2 separate regions of the Mus musculus genome follow, and region 1 is linked to region 2. The links are chromatin contacts, called in public Hi-C maps. All regions are on one chromosome and are shown on one strand. Each heading gives the region's core, a stretch centred on a gene start, on an enhancer-like site or on the middle of the called end of the contact. The rest is flanking DNA. Distances are from core to core; before and after follow the strand shown.

Region 1 (6,488 bases), core at 2,962-5,461, 100 kb before region 2:
TGGGTCACTGGTCAGCTGACTCTGCAGTTTGTTGTATATGAGGCTGGCCATGGTGGTGTAGGATATGGGGGGACAAACCTGCTTGCCTCATAGTGGCCAGGAAACAGAAGGAAAATGAGGAAAGGGTTGGGGACAAGATGTGATCATCAAGGACCTGCCTCTAGTGACCTTCTTCCTTTAGTGACATTTGATGTTTTTACATCTCCAGAACCTCCCAAAATATCACAACAAGCTAGGGACCTTTGAAACAAGCCTGTGGGAACATTTCATATCCAAATTGTAGCATAGTCCTAAAGACAACAAAACTAAAGTCTACATGGTCAAGGTATATAGTTCATACCAGGTTAGGCTAGAGCTATGTTCCACAAGAGACAAAGCTAAGCCATCAACTAGAAGAAACTATATTCACAGACACACACACAGATGAACACATAGACACACACACACAGGCACACAGAGACACATATTCACACACAGATACACACACATGCATGCACACATACATGCCCAAGCACAAACACAAACATACAGATATACATACACAGAGAAGCACACACATAGGCACACACACATACACACACGTACACACATTCTGAAATGTACCAAAAATCCTAATACCACTCTGCTAAAGTATTCTTGGGCCATTTTCTCTTGAATTGGGACCTGGCTTGACACATAGTTGGAAGCAGAGACCACTGTCCAAATGAATGGAGCTTCAGCCTCCAGGAACAGGAAATAGAAACAGATAAAAAGGAGTCAAATTAGGCCAATGGGTCCATTTGAACTATTTGTAAGTGTTAACTGAGGCATTTTTAAGTGGTATTACCACTTCCCAGATATGAGGGTTTTCGGAGTACCATGTGTCCTGAAAACCAGTGAAGTGGCATGATTCTCAATGAACCTCCAGGTTTCCAGATGTACTCCAAGAAGAGTTAGGGGAGGCACAGAGAGGTTTTTTTTTTTTTTTTTTAACATTATGTGAATCATAGTTCTATAGCAGGTTCAGTATTAATATGGTTTAGGTTTCCCTTACAGTGTGTCCATGCTCACTCTTGTGTATTCCAAAATATCATTTTGTGTGCACTGCATACGTGTGTGTGTGTAAGTATGTGTGTGTATGTGTATGTGTGTTTGTGTATGTGTGTGTGTGTGTGTAAGTGTGTGTGTGTGTGTGTGTGTGTGTGTGTGTGTAAGGGCAGGACTTCTTAAAAGACTTCATCATCATAAACTCAGCCATCTCCTTCATGCCATTGTCCCCTTCCTGTGACACATCTCAGTTAGACCCTGGGCAACAACCTCAGTTTAGAACAAGAATCTTCCTTAGCACATTCTCTTCATAGAGCAGAGCCATATCTGACACCTCTGAAGTGTCAGCTCTGCCACTGTCAACTGTGTGACCTGAGGTGTGTTTACTTAACCCTCTGGCCTCGGGTCTCTCCACAGAAAATGAGAACAGAAACGAAGCTTCCTACAAGGCTTATAAGGATAGAGGAGTAAACTCTCTGGAGGCCCCATAGCAAGGCAGCCATGGAGTCACTGTGATGCAGGTGCATGGGGCATACATCCTTGACATGTTCACTCCTGTGTTTCCTGGAGAGCCTACTCCTGGCCAGGCAACTCTTAGCACCACACATAAGAAAAGGCTCCCTTCTCCAAGATGCTTCAGAGCCAATGTAGGAAACAAGTAAGCTAGAGTCCTGTATCATACCATGGGGCCACCAAGCAAGGCTGAGATAATGAGGGGAGACTTTATTTTTTTCCCATTTTTTATTAGGTATTTAGCTCATTTACATTTCCAATGCTATACCAAAAGTCCCCCATACCCACCCACCCCCACTCCCCTACCCGCCCACTCCCCCTTTTTGGCCCTGGCGTTCCCCTGTTCTGGGGCATATAAACTTTGCGTGTCCAATGGGCCTCTCTTTCCAGTGATGGCCGACTAGGCCATCTTTTGATACATATGCAGCTAGAGTCAAGAGCTCCGGGGTACTGGTTAGTTCATAATGTTGTTCTACCTATAGGGTTGCAGATGAGGGGAGACTTTAAATGGACCCCAAATAGACACAGTTCAGACAGGAGTACATCTCAGTGGAGTCCATGGGGTCAGTGGTCTACCACTTGACTCTGAGTTAGAGTCAAGGGTTTGAGGAGCAGATGGAATGAGGTGCCAGACCAGAAGGTAAAAGTATGATGACCTTTTAAGCAGCCAGTTCTGTCTAGCTGGGGGACTACAAAGAGAGGAAGGAAGTGGTAAAGATGGCAATACTAGCAGAAGCCAAGTGACAGGAGTTTTGAGATATGCCTGAGTATTAGTCGTCATCCTATAGGGCATGATGACTCTGTGCCAAAGCACTGATAAGCTCTGATTTTGGTTGTAGAATCCCTCAGTCTGAACCTAGGGAGTGGGTTAGAGATGAAGAATTCAGGCAGAGACTGGTTTGGTGCAGTTATCTATCCTCTTCCAGGGGAGCACTTCCTTGGTGGTTGACAATAAGCCGATGACTTGCCTAATGTGACTCAACTTCAAAGCACTCAGAAGTGAGAAGAATTCATAGCTGTGGTAGCTTGCTTCACTGACCTGCTGGCCCATCCAAGCTCTGCCCACATTTCCATGGTCACTGGCAGTGAAAGACTATGAGAACTCAGGCAACCTTGCAGGGGACCTTGGCTTTTCCATGAGTCATAAATCACATCAGAAATCTCTTGGGTTTACTCAGACCACCATGTATCTATCCAAAAACATTTTTTAAAAGATACATCACTCTAATTGGCACTGACACACACACACACACACACACACACACACACACACACACACACACACACAGAGTAACTCACTAAACAAAAGCTAAATATTTTGCTGGGTCATCAGTGAGACTGGCAGGGGTACTGATGGATGGGATGGAAACCTCCGTAGGTTGGAGGTCAGAGCATGGCTAGCAGAGAGAGCATACATCAGACAAAGTGCTACATGTTCATTTAGGCTTCAGCTCCCTGGAAGGTTTGAAACAAGGGCTGCCCAGGTGCCAAGAAAGGAGAGTGACTAGTTAGAAGGGAAAGGTGGTCACAGGTATGAATCCTTCACAGATATTGTTAGCAATTTTACCAGGAAAAGAAAACCACACCAAAGCTCCCATTCTGTCATCCCAAACATCTCCCTAGATAACAATCTCACATTGCACAGACACAGGCATATTTGATGAAGCTGGGGCGTATTGACATGAACTGCTACTACGTAGCATCAACTAGTTGCTTGGTTGGGAAGGGAGGAGCTCTTTGTCCCTTCTTTACAGCATTCACCTATACTTCATTTGTAGATCTGTCTCGTTCGTGTACTTATCAAACACCTCTGGGCACTGAGAGGGGGCTAGGCTCTGACTTACAGTCCTGGGTGAAAGTAGCCACATCCGGAGCTCTCTCCCCATCATATGGTTAGCTGCTGCCCCCTATGAAAGGCCAGGTTATCTGCAGAGCCTATGCTATTAGCTTGAGATCTTATTTGTGTGGGTAAGGAAATGTTTCTTCTTTGCCCTGGCAACTCTAGAATCAGTTTGCCGTGCCTAATTAGACCTCTTTAAAATGGTGTGACAGCTGAATATACCCTAGGGTCTTCTGATACCCTTAATGTAGTAATCATGGGTAAGTGCTAAATTTAAAAAAAAAAAGTTCCTTTTTTTTATTTTTCTGCAGCCAGATATCACAGGTTAGCTTCCAAATCACAAGGGTTCTCTTCACCCTAGACAGTACCTCCTAATGGCAGGGGGGTGCCTGAAAACCTTCATGAATTGGGATTTGGAAGAAGCCAGACCCACCCCCAGGAGCTCAGTACAACTCTCAGAGATTCTTGAGTTCATTTAGGAGGACCTCTCACATCTAACTTTACACAGGATTTGTCTCAAAGTAATATCCTGACTTAGAGAAATTGTTCCCTAGTTAGCTGTCCCCTTAACTTGAATGCCACCCTGTCCTGCCTTTTCTTCTAGCAGCTGTCTGTCTTCATTGACATCTCACCTCCTTCACCAGGCCTGGCACCGCCCCTCTCTTCCCAGCACCCAATCCCTGGTCTTCCTTTGGGCTGGCACCAAATGTCCTTCCTGTTAAGCAACTGAGCACATTTTAATGTCTCTGACTAGCTTGCTATAACCAGACAGACTGGCTTCTTGAGAATTAAGTCTAATCCAGCCATGGTACAGTAAGCCACGTTTGACCTGCAAAACCACGGTGGGGCCAGGCCACCTCCTCCCCACACACAGCGTGTGACTCATGACTTCTAGGAGGACAGTGATTGAGATAAAGGTCATTTTGGATTTCAAAGCAGTTTCTTTAATTGTTGTTGGGGTTTTTTTGGGGGGGTGATTTTTGTTTTGTTTTTAAACACCTAAGCCATTTTAGTTTTATAGCCATCAAAAGAATTTTGTAATCAAACTACTGGAAAGTGTGTAGAACTTTTCATCTTCGAGACAGTTAAAAACATTAATTAACGAGAACAGGGCACCTCTGAGGAAGAGGAAATGGCTCTGTCTGGACATGCCCCACTGCCCCTCTCTCAACTCCCTGCTGCTGTGAGACACACCCCTGTGGTCCTGGATCTGGGCTTCTCATCTTCCCAAGGCTTAGAGGATTTCATCTCCAATACAGAGCCATGGGAATTTATGCCAGGGCATGATGCGTGTGTCATGGCATGTGTGTGTATTGTTGGGCGAGGGGAGTCCAGGCTACTGTAGAGTAACACACCACAGGGGCAGCATTATTTGGGTGGAAATTCCAGTTCAAGTGCTATCTTCCAGTCCTGTAGACACTTGTCTGAGGCCCTGACAGGAATCATGGTGAATTAAATAGTCACTGTAAACTGGGCCCAACCAAGTACAACCCTGATTCCTTGAAGTCCCTCACTGTATAGTCTTATTAATCTGGAACTGTCACTGAACACTAGGGCCAGTTGCAAAAGACACTCAGTGTGCTAGAGGCCTACATAGCCTTCACTTCCTCATAGAGAAATGTGGGCCTAGTAGGATTTGCCTTCCAGATGGTTCTGTCTCCACAACTGAGCACTTACTTTCTGTCCTGACAGAGATGGTTACCTGCACTGAGGGTCAAGCTAATGAGATGGGGACCACACCAGGGAGGGAACTCAGACACCAGGAAGAATTGATCTGTTTCTCAGTTCCACTGCTCGCTACCCATGTCGCCAAGAGATCAGGCTCTATTTTTCCCATCCTTGAAATCATTCACCCTTCCTGGAGTTGGGAGAATTTGATAAGACACAGACAGTATTTAGGGTAGTTCCTAGCCCAAAACATTTTCTATTTAGAATAGCATGGGGCCAAGGGTCAGGGTGGGCAGTCATGTGAGCAGAGCAGAACATGTGGTCACCTGTTTTATGAATTCCTGATTGGGAGATGTAATGAACATCGGAAGGTGAAAGAAATAATTGCTTTCAAGTTCTCTGGAGAAGACTGCAGTGCCCCCTGTGTAGAGGTGGTGAGGGTGGTATTTTTAATTGCAGTACTGTTTCATTCAAAAATTTCTACAAGGAGCAACTAATACAGGAAGGTTGGAAAAAACTAAGAGAAACAGAAGGGATTCAAGCCATTTAGAGGGCAACATGCAGCTTAGTCTCAGCTGCTGATTCCTAGGAGAGCTGGGGCTGACAGGGGCCATGGGAATCCACTTCCCAAAGACTGGTCACTATCGAGACCTTGGTTCGCCACTGGCAGGATGAGATCCAACTGTAGTTGTATAGGGGGAAGAGATGTCACTCTGCCACAAGTCTGCATGTCCTTCTCTTCTGCCTTGAGAAAAGGCCATGGATGCAGCCTGATGTTTCCCATTAAGCAGTGTATGCATTAAGAAGCAGTGCATCCTGGGAGTGGGCACTGTGTGATACTGCTCTCATTGCCTTAGACACCAACCCTGGCATCAGTGGTCACTAACATTGTCCGAGGGGGACATTTTTTAGGCTCTATTTGTTAGAGCCTATGATGTTATGGTTGGGTTCAGCCACATTTTTTTTTCAGTGCTTTTCAAGGTGTCCCTGGGAACTGAGGGCTGTATCTTCCATCTAGTGAGGGATGCAATGGGGTTCAGAGGTGTGAACAGCTTGCCTTAGTTCATAAAGCAGGAAGACTTGACAAAGTCTAGCTCCCAGTCCCTAGCTTTTAGCTGCCCTCCAACAGCCTACTCTGAAGGAGTCTGAGCCATGAATAGTGAGCTGAGACCAAGAACTTGAAGGTTGACACTGATCCCCCTGCAGCAGTTCTTCTGGGTCTTCCTAAGACTCATTGTGCCTGGCACAGGAACTGAGACCCATTTGGAACCCATCAGAAGGTGGGCTGAATAGATGATTGTCCATAGGAGAGAAATGCCTGTGTCCCTTTGGAAACAGTCTCTTTAGCCTTGTGGGCCAGGGGAGAAGATGGAGTGGGGGAAAAGGGGAAGAGAGAGAGGTCTTTAGCAGGGGAAGGTCGTGCCTGCCTGGTGAGAGAAAC
Region 2 (6,558 bases), core at 725-3,224:
ATGTTGATGTAACTTCCCTGGGGGAAAATGTGATGAGCCTGCTTGTGCTTTAATTGGAAGGTCCCACCAAATGCCACTTCCTAGAGTTTCCATCAATATCTGTCAATGCGGCCAGCCTTTACTGTTGGATTAGGAAGATTTCCACAGACACACAGAGCTGTGTGTTCTCTTCTTCTCCCAGGGAGAGAAGAGGCTTGGGATCTGGACACTAGGGGCCAGTGCAGCCAGTCCCATCAGAGTGAAGTGACTCTTGCAAACTCAGAACTGCTGCTGCCTTTCAGATGTTGTATCTCCAAACAAACAGACAAACAAACAAACACCATGCAGGATATATTGAGTTTTAAAAGTAATAGCTCAAAAAAAAAAAAAAAAGAAGAATGGAAGAGATATTTATTTAGCTTCTAGATAGTTTTATGACAAATGTCAGCTTGTGTTGGTGCTACAAATGTATAACATTTAGAGATGCACACTGAAGTAATGCCACTACAAAGAACATCTACACTGACTTTAGTTTGTGATAGAGATCTAAGTGCAAGGACCCTTGAGATTTCCTTATCCAAAAGAAGAAAGTTCAGAGCTGGAACTCTGGAAAATCATGGGTGTATGGGTCAGTGTTAATATATTTTTTTTCTGGTATGCCTGTGTCAGCAATCTTGCCATGATGGATAAGTTCCAATGACAACCTGAAATCTGAAAGGGTTCTCTGATGCTTTCTTTTATTTGTAATCTGTCCCAGCTGTAGGCATTCAGATGAAACTTGAATTCTTCCAAAGGAAGTTCTGGACTGCCAGCAGACAGGTAAGCTCTAGCCGGTATCTCGAGGTATTAGCACCACTGTTATTATACAGGTGTCCCCATATGGGTAGCTGGGGCAAACAGTGCCAGATTTCTGATGAATGTTTGTAAAATGAATTGCCAGCTCCTTGGATTACCTTTCATTTCACTGTAAAACACAGGCTGTCAGCATGTTTGATACCACATGCTGGGCAAAGCAGGGGATTTGCTCCTAGGAACTACTTAAATTATGGGATCAACAGAGTGACTTTACAAAAGGAGTTTTTCCCTTAATATCAGGGCCTTCTGTTATTTCACAGTGACTTACTGATGATCATATTGTGATGTCCAGATAGTTATTTATGCTTCTCCTTATTTAATTGTAGAAGGCCATCCTATGACCTGCTTGGTCAAGACATGTATCTACCTTTCTGGCCAAAGAACATCAAGGGGCTATTGCACTTGGGAAATCCAGGGGAAAGCCTCTCCATTGCTATGGTCTATGAACTAAGACTTGTCAGGGACATCCATCTAGTGTTCAACAGAAGCAGTAGACATGGAGTTATTTCTTCCACCTGCCTAGTTCTAAACATTAGAAGTATACTTCTAGCAAAAGTGAGATCAGCACACAATAGGCAAACCAGCACTTGCATGTTTAGTGTGCACTCATCATAATATGGCACCAACCTAGAGATGCATTCAAGGGTGGATGCATAAGGAGCTTATCATTTCTTAAATTATGATACATAGGAAACTATAATCTAAGAACATAAACAAGGGTTTCCTTTTAAAGTCATTGAGAAATAGTTTTAAATTAAATAATGACATAATTATATCTTTTGTTACCAGAAGATCTGAGATCTTTAAGAGATACCATCAGCGTTGAATGACAACATAAATTAAGAGGGATGGGAAGGAGCCAGAACTCCCTACATTGTGTCTTTTATAGTATGAGATTCTGAGTTCATGTAGACTCTAGAGAACATGGCCAAGCCTCATCTTGAAGCGTCCCCTTTGGATGAAACCTGGTACTTGCATCACAGGCCATGACCTCCTTAGCTAAGCAGCAGCTGCAGCACATGCTGGGATGAATGACCCAGTAACATGACTCCCCTTGCTTCCTTCCCACAACAGTGTGCCTCCCTGGATGGCAAATGCTCCATAAGCTGCGATGACGAGGTAAGGCACCTTCCTGGTCCAGTTTCTGGCCAAAGGAAGTGTTAGACAGCGCAGTTAGACAGAGAAATGCTACTGTGTATAGAGCCAGGCCTGACACATTATTATTCTGGGCCACCCTCCAGAGGGGGGAGGAGAGAGACACAGACAGACAAATAGACAGACAGACAGACAGAGAGGACATTGTTCCCCACCCCTAATCGCATAGTTTGGTTCGGAGAGCCAGAGAAATATGCTTTAGCTGTTTCCTAGACTGAGGCAATAGAACGTTAGTGTCTTATTTATAAGATGTAAGAGACATTACTCATATTTAAAGATCATATTACATTTCTCAAAGCTTTGTGGCCGTGCTTCATCTTCTTCCCACCATCAGAACAACAGGTTAAATAGGTAGGAAGTATTGCCTCTGTTTATAAGAAAACAAAAGGCTAAGTGGACCAGTGTGGTGTAAAGCTGTAATCCCAGAACTCAGCCAAGAGGTGGCGGCAGGAGGGGATCCTAAAATCAAGGCCAGGCTGGGCTACATAGAGAGTTCCCAGCCAGCCAGGATATATAGCAAGACGTGTGTGTGTGTGTGTGTGTGTGTGTGTGTGTGTGTGTGTGTGTGTGTGTGTGTATGTGTGTAAGAAGTAGAAGAAAGAAAAGAAAATCAAAGAGGAGATTGAAATGAAAGAGTGGTTTGATTCATCTCATGGAATTAGTAAACTGCAAATCTGGAGGGAAGAGCTCTGAAAGTCACAGTTTTTCATTCTAGCATAGCTATTTCTACCTAAGATGCCTCTATCATTTCCCCTTCCCCCTCCCTCCTCTATAGTGAGGGATTTGAATCATTCAGGTCAGCAATAGAAGAAACTAATGTGTTACCCTCTTAAGCCCTTCCATTGGATGTACCTTTGGTCATAGCCAGCATGGTACCTCTCTATCCCATGGTTTAACTTTATAATCAGATATTTATAATCCTTCTGGTTACAAGGATTTCAGGAACATTTTCCAAACATAATTTCAACCCAGAAAGCATAGGGCAAGAGTAGAGTTTTTTAAAAGTAGACAAATGGAAAACAAGAATGTTTATATAAAAGGGAGTCCAGGATAGAGTTAGAAAAAAAAATTTTATTTGGTTCTCAGTGGTCTAGCTGCCAGCTTAAAAGAAAAATTGTTATCCTACTGCTATCGTACTATGAGTCACCATATCTGCAGAGCAAAAGCCAATCCATCATCTTTTCAGCAGAAGCCCAACTTTTTCTGATCACCAGATCAAAAACAATTTTCCCTGAAGAATGTTCAGCATCCTTTTTAGGAAGCTTGGGGATAACTTTTATAGGCTAACCAGGGGGGCTCAGATTTCCCTCCTGGCTTTAAGGCATGCCAGCATGTTAGTAAGAGCTGTTGGGTTCAAACTCCATCCTCTTGCCTCTCTGGAGTGCTCAGATGGCACCAAAAGGTGTGTCCTAGACTACAGTGGGTATTGCTGCAAATCCCAGATCCAGAGACTGCCTGGCTGGATAGCTGGCTGGAAGGATGGATGGTCATTAGGAAACTTGGTTAGATGAATGAGTGGTTGACTATACATGTGCATGACTATTTAAACAGTTTTACATAAGCAAGAGGTGGTATTTTTATTTTCCTACAACTCATACCATGTAGGTGTATCCCTGTATAAAGACAGATGAAGGCACATCTCCTTCTAAGCTTGGAAATAGCTAGTGTTTGCACTTTGAATGATGGGGAAGGTAGCATATGGTGGTATTTAAAGACACGAGCCATTAAGTTAGACTGTTGAGATTCTGTGACTCTGAAATTAGGTAGCACTGTAATCTTGGACAATTTTCCAAGCCTTTCTTTTCCTCTGCTTCTCCAACCACACAGCAGTGGGTGTAGAAATTTCTAGAGTCACGGGGAAGAATGTATGGGGGGAAAATGAAAAATTCTACAACGTCTCCTAGAAAAGGCACACATTTACTACTGTTGGCCCTAAACCGAACATGCACCAAACTGTTCCTCCCCAAAAGTGGTTGCTCCCTGGGCCTGAAGCCCTAGGTGGCAATGGCTCATACACTAGGGAACAATAAATGTATGCTGCAAAGTCCTCATTAGTACCATGGTCTTTAGGAACCCTGTGTCCTAAAGGGTCACATACTTTGAAAAGTAAGCCTTAAATTGATCTTCTTTTTAAAAATTGATCTGATGCTCATGCCCAGTCTGTCCTTTAAATTTTCATCTATTCTGCTTTTGACTATTAAGTTTTGTCTCTAGGCAACCAATTGCCATGTTTTCAATGAAAACTCAGCCTGCCTTCCCACTTGGACCCAACGCCATTTTTTTTTCCAACAGACTCCTGCCATGTGTCACTCTTTTCATAACTTTTAATTAGCCTCATAGAGCTGTCTCCTGTCCTTTCTCTTCCCCAGCTGCCCCCAAATCACCAAGCCCCCCATTAAAATCAGCTTTGGGGCTCATTCTCAACCTGTGACCCTGCCTGCACCACCAAAGAGAGAATGGTCTACTTCCTTAGACTGCTCAGACACATGATGGCTGAGAGACCCTGAAAGTCCGCTGTCGCCCCATTAGCACACACTGGTCCCCAGCAAGTGTGTCCTGTGAGGGTGGATAGGGTATGTGGACATATTTCTACCTTGTAGGAGGACATTTTTAGTTTGCCAGTAAGAGCTGGAAGCATGTGATTGTCAGGACACAATCACGGGGACACAAGAAGGACTGTAAAAAGTTCCACTCCACTTAGGATGAATGTCAGCTACAGAGCCTGCAAAAGAACCATTCGGGCACTCATATATTCCCTTATAATGTGTTGACTGAGTCCTTCTTGGGAGTAAGTGTCTGGCTAACTGCCAAGGAAAGTGTAGGGAGATGCTGACTTCATGGCACTTATGAGTAGCAGGAAAGATACACATATCTTTTGGTTTTTTGTTTATTTGTTTGTTTTGGTTTTTTTTTTTTAACCAATTGGGATATATGCTGTGAGGAAGCTTATGGACTCTGGTCAGAGATGACACCTCTGAGGAGGCAACATTTAAATCAGCAAAGATGGAGAAAGAAATTACATTGGAAGTAATACCAAGGCATAAAAACGAACTTTCAGGCAGACAGTACTCCTGCAAGGGTATGGGGCTGATAAAGGAGGCATGGATGGAAAGAAAGGCCATGCCCACTTCCCATTTCTGTATGACCCAGCAGTCCAGCCACTTTTGGTCCACTCACCTCTCCATCAACTTCATCACCTATTGACAACACCAGTGTTTTGTGAAGACAGAGGAAAGTTAACTGCTGTCCTGTGAGAGGCCAAAATCTTTATGACAAATGAGGCTCTATACTCCTTCCAAAGAGATAGAGATTGGTGTGGTCTGTGGATGACAGGGACTTTCTGAGTCTTGGTAGGAATTTCTTCTGGCATATGAAAGATGTCTTGAATGATAAACGAGCTGAACAGGGCTATATCCTAGCAACTGGGTAGATTAGAGGATTGTTAATATCGGGTATGAGGAAAGACACAGGTACCTCCTACCAAATGTGTATTTTTGGAGTTACCTCTTTGCAAGCCAAGATTTTTTTTAAAAGGTTGTAACTGCTTTCTATTGTTTTTGGTGTTTGTGTGCATGCATGTACAGTGAAAGCCCCAGGTCGATGTCAGGAATTGTCTTCCTTGGTCTTCTGCCTTATTTATTGAGCTATGGTCTCTCAACCAAACTTAGGGCTCATTGATGTAGATAGTCTCCCAAGCCAGCTTGCTGTGGGGATTCTCCATCTCTGCCATCTGAGGCTGGAGTTATTGAAGAGCTCCCATGACTGCCCAGCAGTTGCTTAGGTTCTGGGGGTTCTGAGCTTTAACCACTGTTTCCGCTCCACATACCAAAACGTGGTATTTTGATTTGATGGTTGGCTATGAGAAGACACAGCAAGTGATTGGGAATGTAAGGTCAATCTGCTTTCTATTGACATACTAGGGATCCTGGCGGGAGACCTGGAGAAAAGGGGCGATACTTCTATGTGCCAGAGACTCAGAAATTGAGGCCTCAGTAACACTCAGAAGAAAGATCTCTCTCATTCTCTGTCTGTTTATCGCCCTCTCTCCCTTCCCTGTACCTCCCCACTCTTCCCCAAACATGCACACACACAAAACACCGAAATTGTCATGCCATACCTTGCTGGACTTAAGTGAATTCCATCAGTCAAAATAAAGAGAAGGCACCCTCCCAGAACAATGCAAAGCCCCCTACCCCGTCAACCCTCCCACTCTGTCCCAGGACCTCCTGTTAGAAACTGTGTCACACACCTACCTTTCTGAGAAATGGTGGCACTGTGCCAGGGGGATGCTCAGACAAAGGATACATGGTAGGGGACCAGTCATCCCTGGGGGATGGATGTTACTTTCCTGAAGGAGCTCAGCCTTCCTTCACAGGCACATCCCACCCAGCTTTCCCACTCCTCCGTGGAGTTGCAGTAGCTGCTTTACCACTTCCTAGGACACCCAGGAATTGTTGAAGGTCACACTGATAGGACACTCAGAGCCTCTGGTTCCAAAGCTAGTTTATCAGCCCCAGGCTGATGGTGCCTTCCCCTTAACACTGCAGTGGACACTATGCAGACCCACTC

Evidence for each region. Hi-C and Micro-C count contacts between places; a contact is called where the count stands out from the background.
Region 1: a Hi-C map of tail fibroblasts shows a contact between it and region 2, with 3 times the contacts expected there. The contact joins two enhancer-like sites. A contact is called at or near these places in 11 of 484 Hi-C or Micro-C datasets (adipose-derived mesenchymal stem cells, embryonic fibroblasts, nephron progenitors and 4 more), 2 of 115 datasets of contacts at active chromatin or transcription factors (a colorectal cancer cell line and embryonic stem cells) and 1 of 9 other capture datasets (embryonic tail).

The regions. Positions count from the first base shown.
Region 1 is chr14:29,078,479-29,084,966 of GRCm38.p6, reverse strand. All of the region lies in intron 17 of Cacna2d3 (calcium channel, voltage-dependent, alpha2/delta subunit 3), which reads left to right. Among named protein-coding and RNA genes, the nearest start is that of Lrtm1, 64 kb to the right of the region's middle. Within about 2 kb of position 4,211, at least 19 of the 459 cell types and tissues checked have an H3K27ac peak or open chromatin away from gene starts, as enhancers often do. A contact at or near this core is called in tail fibroblasts, where this site is marked.
Region 2 is chr14:28,976,552-28,983,109 of GRCm38.p6, reverse strand. It overlaps Cacna2d3 (calcium channel, voltage-dependent, alpha2/delta subunit 3), which reads left to right. Exons shown (of 38, transcript NM_009785.1): 28 at 737-798; 29 at 1,909-1,953. Among named protein-coding and RNA genes, the nearest start is that of Lrtm1, 38 kb to the left of the region's middle. Within about 2 kb of position 1,974, at least 8 of the 459 cell types and tissues checked have an H3K27ac peak or open chromatin away from gene starts, as enhancers often do. A contact at or near this core is called in tail fibroblasts, where this site is marked.